Linked DNA regions of Zea mays: region 1 is linked to region 2. Evidence: chromatin contacts called from public Hi-C data. All regions are on one chromosome and are shown on one strand. Each heading gives the region's core, a stretch centred on a gene start, on an enhancer-like site or on the middle of the called end of the contact. The rest is flanking DNA. Distances are from core to core; before and after follow the strand shown.

The links. A called contact is a pair of places that touch in the nucleus more often than the background predicts.
Region 1: a Hi-C map of tassel shows a contact between it and region 2, with 1.6 times the contacts expected there. The contact joins the promoter of LOC732720 here to the promoter of LOC100383121 in region 2. A contact is called at or near these places in 6 of 25 Hi-C or Micro-C datasets (bundle sheath, ear, leaf and 1 more).

Annotation. Positions count from the first base shown.
Region 1 is chr6:170,635,995-170,639,869 of Zm-B73-REFERENCE-NAM-5.0, reverse strand. LOC732720 (hemoglobin 2) reads left to right here and starts at 1,595. Exons shown (of 4, transcript NM_001112349.2): 1 at 1,595-1,738; 2 at 1,853-1,970; 3 at 2,057-2,173; 4 at 2,355-2,787. The coding sequence starts at 1,644. The coding sequence ends at 2,600.
Region 2 is chr6:170,417,830-170,421,466 of Zm-B73-REFERENCE-NAM-5.0, reverse strand. LOC100383121 reads right to left here and starts at 1,915. Exons shown (of 7, transcript NM_001175787.1): 1 at 1,766-1,915; 2 at 1,637-1,663; 3 at 1,425-1,524; 4 at 543-689; 5 at 380-460; 6 at 144-289. The coding sequence starts at 1,818.

The DNA of each region.
Region 1 (3,875 bases), core at 346-2,845, 220 kb before region 2:
ATTTGATCGAATTTTATTAAAACCATATCTAGTATTACATTTTTTACGGGTGGCTAACTTTGCTGCCCTTTGTTAACAAAATTCGCTGGAGAGACTTTCTCCAGTTTGTGGTCCATCAAAGAAAGATCTTCCTTCTTTTTAGACAGAGGAAGCACCTCCGTCAAGACTGCGCCTCTAGATGTTCTATTCATAGTAAAAAGGGATAAGGGAAAGTGGAAACGATTTCCTTATTGTGTTAGGCTATCTGCACTCGCGGACTGCAAACTGGATGCATCGCCATTTACAGTAAAATATCCCTGCAGCGGTGGACTGTATGACCAACTACACCGGGCCCAAGGCGAGCTCGAACCTCAGATATAGCGTCTTGCAGTGGATACCCTATTCCTCCACGTGGACAACCACCTCTTCCTCGCGCGCGATGCCGGACTTGGACGGAGGAGCAGGCGGCCACGTGGTTTGGTTGAAAATCAAATCAAGAATTTCATTATATCCCTTTCTTCTACCTTCAATTTTATATCATATTTCATAAGGATAAACAATAGGGATAGGCTCTGGAACAGAAGTAATAAAGTACATAAAAATCGGCAATCTAAATATTCCTACCTAATATATCAGGACGGTCTTATTAATAATTCTAATGAGTTATCTTGGAATTTTGAATCGAATCAAAAAATCTATATTATGCTCACTCAAGGAAAGTAGATGTAGATAGGGGCTTATATCGGTGGAGGATGACAGCGCGCCGCCGGGTCGGATCCACGCGCCTCCTCGCCGGATCCGCGTGGCTTCGCCGGATTCGTGAGTCGCCTGGCCGGATCCGCGCGTGCCCGAGCCGGATTCGCGAGCCGCCGGGCTGGATCCGCACGCCTCCTCGCCGGATCCGCGCGCGCCGGCGTGGGAGAGGAGAGCGGCGCGCCGGCCCGGATCCGCTCGACGCCGGGGAGGAGGAAGAGGGAAGGAGGCGCGGTGGCCGGCCGGAGGGAAGGAGGCTGGGGAGGTGGAGGCAAGGCGGAGGACGAAGAGCGAGCGGGTGGAGGGGAGGCGAGCGGCTGCTGTCTGCCGCGGGGGAGGCGGAGTGCCGAGCGGGGAGGTAGGTAGGCAGGGTAGGAGAGTGGGAAAAATAATATAAAACGTGGGAGTTGGTATAGAGTTGAGATGTAGAGTAAACATGAGCGCAGGGAATTGTTGTATAGAGTAGAGAATATTGCTGATTAGGACGAAATATTCTTTTTAGAGTGGATTTTTAGAGTTGAATGAGTGTGGATAGCCTTATATAAAACCCCAAAAGTAGTGGAAACGATCTAAAATCTTCCACGACGTGACCAGCACGTGGAGTCATGGACGGGACGATACCCCCGCCCCTCAAAAACAAAAGGTCTCGTGGGAATCAGCGTCATGGACAGAAGATGCTTCTGCCCCGTTTCTTCTGCCCCGTTCGCACGTTCAAGGGCCACGCACCTCTCCGAAAAATCAAAGCACAGCCTCCTGTAGCTAGCCCTAGCTTGAGTCTCTCCCGGTCTCCCCTCACCTCACGCTGGTTGCCTATATAAACGAAGATCAGATCTCGCACCGGCGTAGCATCACACGGGGAACACACAAAACATACTCCTGCCGAAGCGCTGAGAAGTAGCTAGACAAGAATAATGGGGTTCAGTGAGGCACAGGAAGAGCTCGTCCTCCGTTCATGGAAAGCCATGAAGAGCGACTCTGAGTCGACTGCTCTTAAGTTCTTCCTCAGGTGTGTGATGACACTACGTACATTCGCGTGCAATTTGTTTTCCATGGCATGTGTTTACTCTGGAACCGTCATTTTCTTTCGTGCCATGCTAAATAAATAAATAAATAAAAACAGGATCTTTGAGATCGCGCCGGGTGCCAAGCAGATGTTCTCCTTCCTGCGCGACGCCGGCGACGCGCCGCTGGAGAAACACCCCAAGCTCAAGGCCCACGCCGTCACCGTCTTCGTTATGGTCAGCCACCTCGATCTATCTCTGTACTGTACGCATGTTTCTATCCTCATCTAGCTACCTGCTGCTTTGCTTTAATTGGCGTCCAGGCATGCGAGTCGGCGACGCAGCTGAGGAGCACCGGCGACGTGAAGGTGAGGGAGGCCACCCTGAAGCGGCTGGGCGCGACGCACGCCAGGGCGGGCGTCGCCGACGCGCATTTCGAGGTAACTTCATTAACACGTGTTTCTATCCATGGGGCGCAATGAACCTCTGCAAGTGCAAGCTCGATGGCACAGATTATATATTCCAGCGCTCGCAAGTGTCGTCGGTTGCAGTGAGTGAGCTGTGAGCGGTGGCGATTGACAGACAGAGACCCACCGGTCTTGCTCGTCTTTAAACGTGCAGGTCGTCAAGACGGCGCTGCTGGACACCATCAGGGACGCGGTCCCGGACATGTGGACGCCGGAGATGAAGGCGGCGTGGGAGGAGGCCTACGACCAGCTGGCCGCCGTCATCAAGGAGGAGATGAAGAACGCCGCCGCCGCCGAGGAGCAGACGAAGAACGCCGCCACCGCCGCGGAGGAGACGACGAACGCCGCCGCCGCCGAGGAGGAGACGACGAACGCCGCCGCGGCTGTTGATGCTTCCTAGCTCCTAGCCTAGCCTCCTGCTACGCTCCTCTGCTAGCGACCGTGGCACGCGCACCGCTGCGTTAATGGGTGTTTTTGGACTGCTGCTGGCCTGATACCTAACTACGGAGCTGTCGCTAATGCTGCTGCATTTTTGTTTGTCGACCGCATCATTTTTGTGATGATGAATAAAATATTCAGAAAAGGCCCGTCATGCGAGTGAAATTTGACTGAACGTCGTGAGAATTTAAGGCCGAAACAGTGACATCTCTAGTTGTATAAGTGTTGGCGCTGATTTGGGCGCCAAACACTGAAACAAACTATCTAGCGGTGCTCTCTGTGGAGTCACGGACACTCCGCGACATAGGGTCGTATAGTCCGCAACTTGGGCACCGGTGCACGCTTCCGCAACCGAGGGTCTTCTTTTTCGCGAAGAACACTAGAACTCACCCTCGAGAGAGATCCCTTCGAGGGAGAGAGTTCTAAGATATTGCTCCGGGTCAGCAGGTCGCCCGACACTTCTCTAATCGATGTAGAGTCGAAGAGAGATTTTGTGAAGACTAAACTAGATGTAAAACTAAGGCTTGATTACTTCTACTCCTAAATTGGAAGAACGATGCAAATAAGGTAAAAATTGATAAATAGTTTTAATTGGATCGATTGTAAGGGGCTTAAATCGGTTGTAACCCTTCGTCTATATAAAGGGAGGGAGGTCTGGACCCGTTATAAGTCGGTTCCCGAGTTAATCCTGCAGGTTTGGCTAACAAATCCTACTAGAAATCTCGAACCCTAACTGTCGGAGAGGGAATTCTCCGGCCGGGTGGCGGAACGCACCCGCCATAAATCCTAAGATGAGGAGGGGCCTAAGCGTTTTGTCTGCTGTCTAGATGGATGATGAACACAAGAACACACAAGGGTTTAGAGTGGTTCGGACCGTCGGAGCGTAATACCCTACTCCACTGTGTGCTGTATTAAGCTTGAGAGACTAAGTTGGATCTGCCTTGTATCGTTGTGTGTCTTCCCTTTTATAGCTCAAGGGGGGCACGTACAAGGGTGCTGAGCCCCGACATGTAGGCCCAGGGGCAAAAGGGAGGGAATACAAATAGAAGTATCCAATGCCAGTGTCACCTAGAAGATCTCTAAGCGCCCTAATGTCCGTAGTCCATATAATATTAATATCTCGCGGCTGCTTCCTCGGTAACGCGCGGGCCATAGTGAGTACAGTGTACGCCGCAGCACGGGCGTACTGCCTGCCAACGGATTGGACAGGCACGCCGCCTGCAGGATGGTCTGGTCG
Region 2 (3,637 bases), core at 666-3,165:
ATGAGCATCACTTGATGTTTCGAACGTAATTAGTCTTGCTGCGGTTCTCCATTTTCTAGTACTTGCGATGATTAATGTCGCATAAAACCAGTACTGTCAAGTGTCAATCAAAAATGAAGAGGAAGGAGAATCAGTGTGCTTACAGTTCTTCCTCTGGCTCATTCTTCAGAGCATTCTTCACGATACACTGGAAGGCGTCTTCCACGTTCGTTCCGTCCTTAGCAGACGTCTCAAAGTACGGGATGTTCCCTTTGGAAGCACACCATGCCTTTGCCTTTTTCTCAGATACCTAAAATGAAAGTGGTTCACATTTCTAACCAGCACAATCTAGTTCAAGCGGAGAATTTATTCTGAGAGCAAATCGTGCAGTGGTGTTTACCACGCGGCTGTTGCCACCATCTACATCAACTTTGTTACCCAACAGAACAAAAGGGAAATTATCAGGATCTGATGGGCTAGCCTGCAGAGGGAAACATCCAAAGTTAGATAAAAAGACAGGATTGCTGTGAGACTGAACTAATAAACCATTGGAGATATTTCACCTGAATTAGAAACTCTTCTCGCCAGTTATTCAGGTTGTCAAATGATTTCATAGAATTAACATCATAGACTAGGACACAACAATCTGCTCCCCGGTAGAATGCAACGCCGAGACTCTGAAACCTTTCCTGGCCAGCAGTGTCCCATATCTACAAAGATATGTTGTTAAATACCCTAAACCAGCGGACAATACCTTTGACATTTCTCTTCACATCATATTATTCTGAATCTACATTTATTATGTACGCAATAGAGACGACCAAGATGAAGAAGCATAAAAAAATAACAGATATCTAGAAGGTTTGAAATTATCTGAACAGTCATCTGTTAATTAAGCAAAGATCAAGATTTCGGTCAAGTACAAAAAAGGGTTAATGACACACTTGTCCCAAATGCCCTATGCTAATCTAAACAACATCATGACAATCAGCAGCGCGATGCCAACATCTGATTCACTATTAATGAAAATAATGTACATGCCCACAAGTTGTGAAGAGTACACTTTTTACAATTTAGGAGGAGCGTTTTATAGCAGAAATACTTCGCTGCATTGTTTTGCTAATGCAGTAAATTAATGAAGCAATAAAATTGATGAACTGACATTTTGTCAACAAGAGCTAGTGCCGGAGCTCGATATTTCAAGTGCAAGCGAACTGCCTAAATAAAACAGCATATTGGGTAGACTGTGTCGGCCGCAACAAACATGATGCTATGGCCTAACAAGCAAGCATTCGAGTGTTTAACGGCAAACATCCTCTCTTATACTTTTTAAGCATCATGGCTGATAAATTCGCAAACTAATTAATAAAGTACTAAGTTGACGTAAAGAAACCGAACTACTCGCGGAGCACGGCACAGCATATGGATAGGGGAACCAATCTTACTTGCAGAGTGAAGAGCCTGTCCTCGAACTGCACCTCCTTGGTGAGGAAATCCGCGCCGATCGTAGCCTTGTACTGATTGCTGAACTTCTTGTTCACATATCTGAATTACATCACAGCTCAAAGAAAACAAGCCAACCAACCAGAAGAAATAAAAAAATCGACGAAACGAAATCAAGTCAGCTTGTCAAGAATCGATCCGAATCGCAGGATACTGGTTCATCAAGGAAGTCTTCCCAACCCTAGATCACAGGAAACAGAGATCAGCGAGAGACAAAAAGGCAAAGCGTTCGCAAGGGGGGAGCGGGAGTGGGGCCAGGGAGGAGGGGATCTGAAGCGCGCACCCACTATCGCCGAGGATGATGACCTTGAGCAGGGTGCGGCGGCGCGAGGCCATCGGGATCTAGGGCCCACACGGGGCGGCGATCTCGCGCGCGGGGACTGGAAGAGGAAGGCGGAGAGCCGGGGAGAGGGAGACCTGGCCAAGAGACTTGTTGGGGTTGGGGAGCCGTCGCGATGCGTTGCGTTTTGGGGTGGCCTGGTAGTGGTGGGCGCCTGTGATGAGGTGGCGGCCACACCGCGGCCCACAGATGAGCAACTCGCATCCGTTGTAGGTAAGGGCTGCATATCGAGACAGGCTCGGATCGGCAGAATTCGAGCTGGTTTCCCAGAGCTGTTTGACACAGCTGCTGCTTATTAAAGAAACAACTTATCTGATAAGCTAGTAAAAAACAGCTTCTGCTTGTTGTCTGTTTTTAGTTTATTTTAAAAAGCAGCTGAATTAATAAGCTGCTGCAAAAGCTGTCTGTTTGTCAGAACTTCTGCTTAAATTTGTGAAGAAGCTGAAAATAAGCTATGCCAAACAGGGCCTTAAACTAAAGAGTTGGCTCGGTTCGATTCGGCTCGTTAATCTAACGAGTCATAGAGTCAGTTTAGCTCGTTAAGCTAACGAATTATAGAGTCAGCCTAGTTCGGCATGTTTACGAGCTCGAGCTAACTGGTTTAGCTCACGAGCCACAATAGAAAAAACATTATGTGAAAGTCGCCTAGAGGGGGGGTGAATAGGGCGAAACTGAAATTTACAAATATAAACACAACTACAAGCCGGGTTAGCGTTAGTATTAAAGAAACGAGTCCGCAAGAGAGGGCTCAAAACAAATCCCAAGCAAATAAGCAAGTGAGACACGGAGATTTGTTTTACCGAGGTTCGGTTCTTGCAAACCTACTCCCCGTTGAGGAGGCCACAAAGGCCGGATCTCTTTCAACCCTTCCCTCTCTCAAACGATCCGCGGATCGAGTGAGCTTTCTTTTCTCAATCACTTGGAACACAAAGTTCCCGCAAGGACCACCACAAGCTTGGTGTCTCTTGCCTCAATTACAAGTGAGTTTGATTGCAAAGAAAGGATCAAGAAAGAAGAAAGCAATCCAAGCGCAAGAGCTCGAAAGAACACAAGCAAATCACTCTCTCTAATTACTATGGCGTTGTGTGGAGTTTGGAGAGGATTTGATCTCTTTGGTGTGTCTAGAATTGAATGCTAGAGCTCTTGTAGTAGTTGGGAAGTGGAAAACTTGGATGCAATGAATGATGGGGTGGTTGGGGTATTTATAGCCCCAACCACCAAATGTGGCCGTTGGGAGGCTGTCTGTTCGATGGCACACCGGACAGTCCGGTGTACACCGGACAGTCCGGTGCCCCCTGCCACGTCATCACTGCCGTTGGATTCTGATCGTTGGAGCTTCTGACTTGTGGGCCCGCCTGGGTGTCCGGTGCACACCGGACAGCTATTGTTCCTTGTCCGGTGTGCCGGAATGGGCGCGCCTGCCATCTGCGCGCGCAGAGCGCGCATTAAATGCGCAGCAGGTATCCGTTGGCGCGGAGATAGCCGTTGCTCCGGAGTCGCACCGGACAGTCCGGTGCACATCGGACAGTCCGGTGAATTTTAGCGGACTAGCCGTTGGAGTCTCCCGAAGCTGGCGAGTTCCTGAGGCCGACCTCCCTTGGCGCACCGGACACTGTCCGGTGTACACCGGACAGTCCGGTGAATTATAGCGCGAGTGCCTCTGGAAATTCCCGAAGGTGGCGAGTTTGGGGTGGAGTCCTCTGGTGCACCGGACACTGTCCGGTGGTGCACCGGACACTGTCCGGTGTACACCGGACAGTCCGGTGCTCCCAGACCAGAGGGCCTCCGGTTGCCACTTTGCTCCTTTGTTGAATC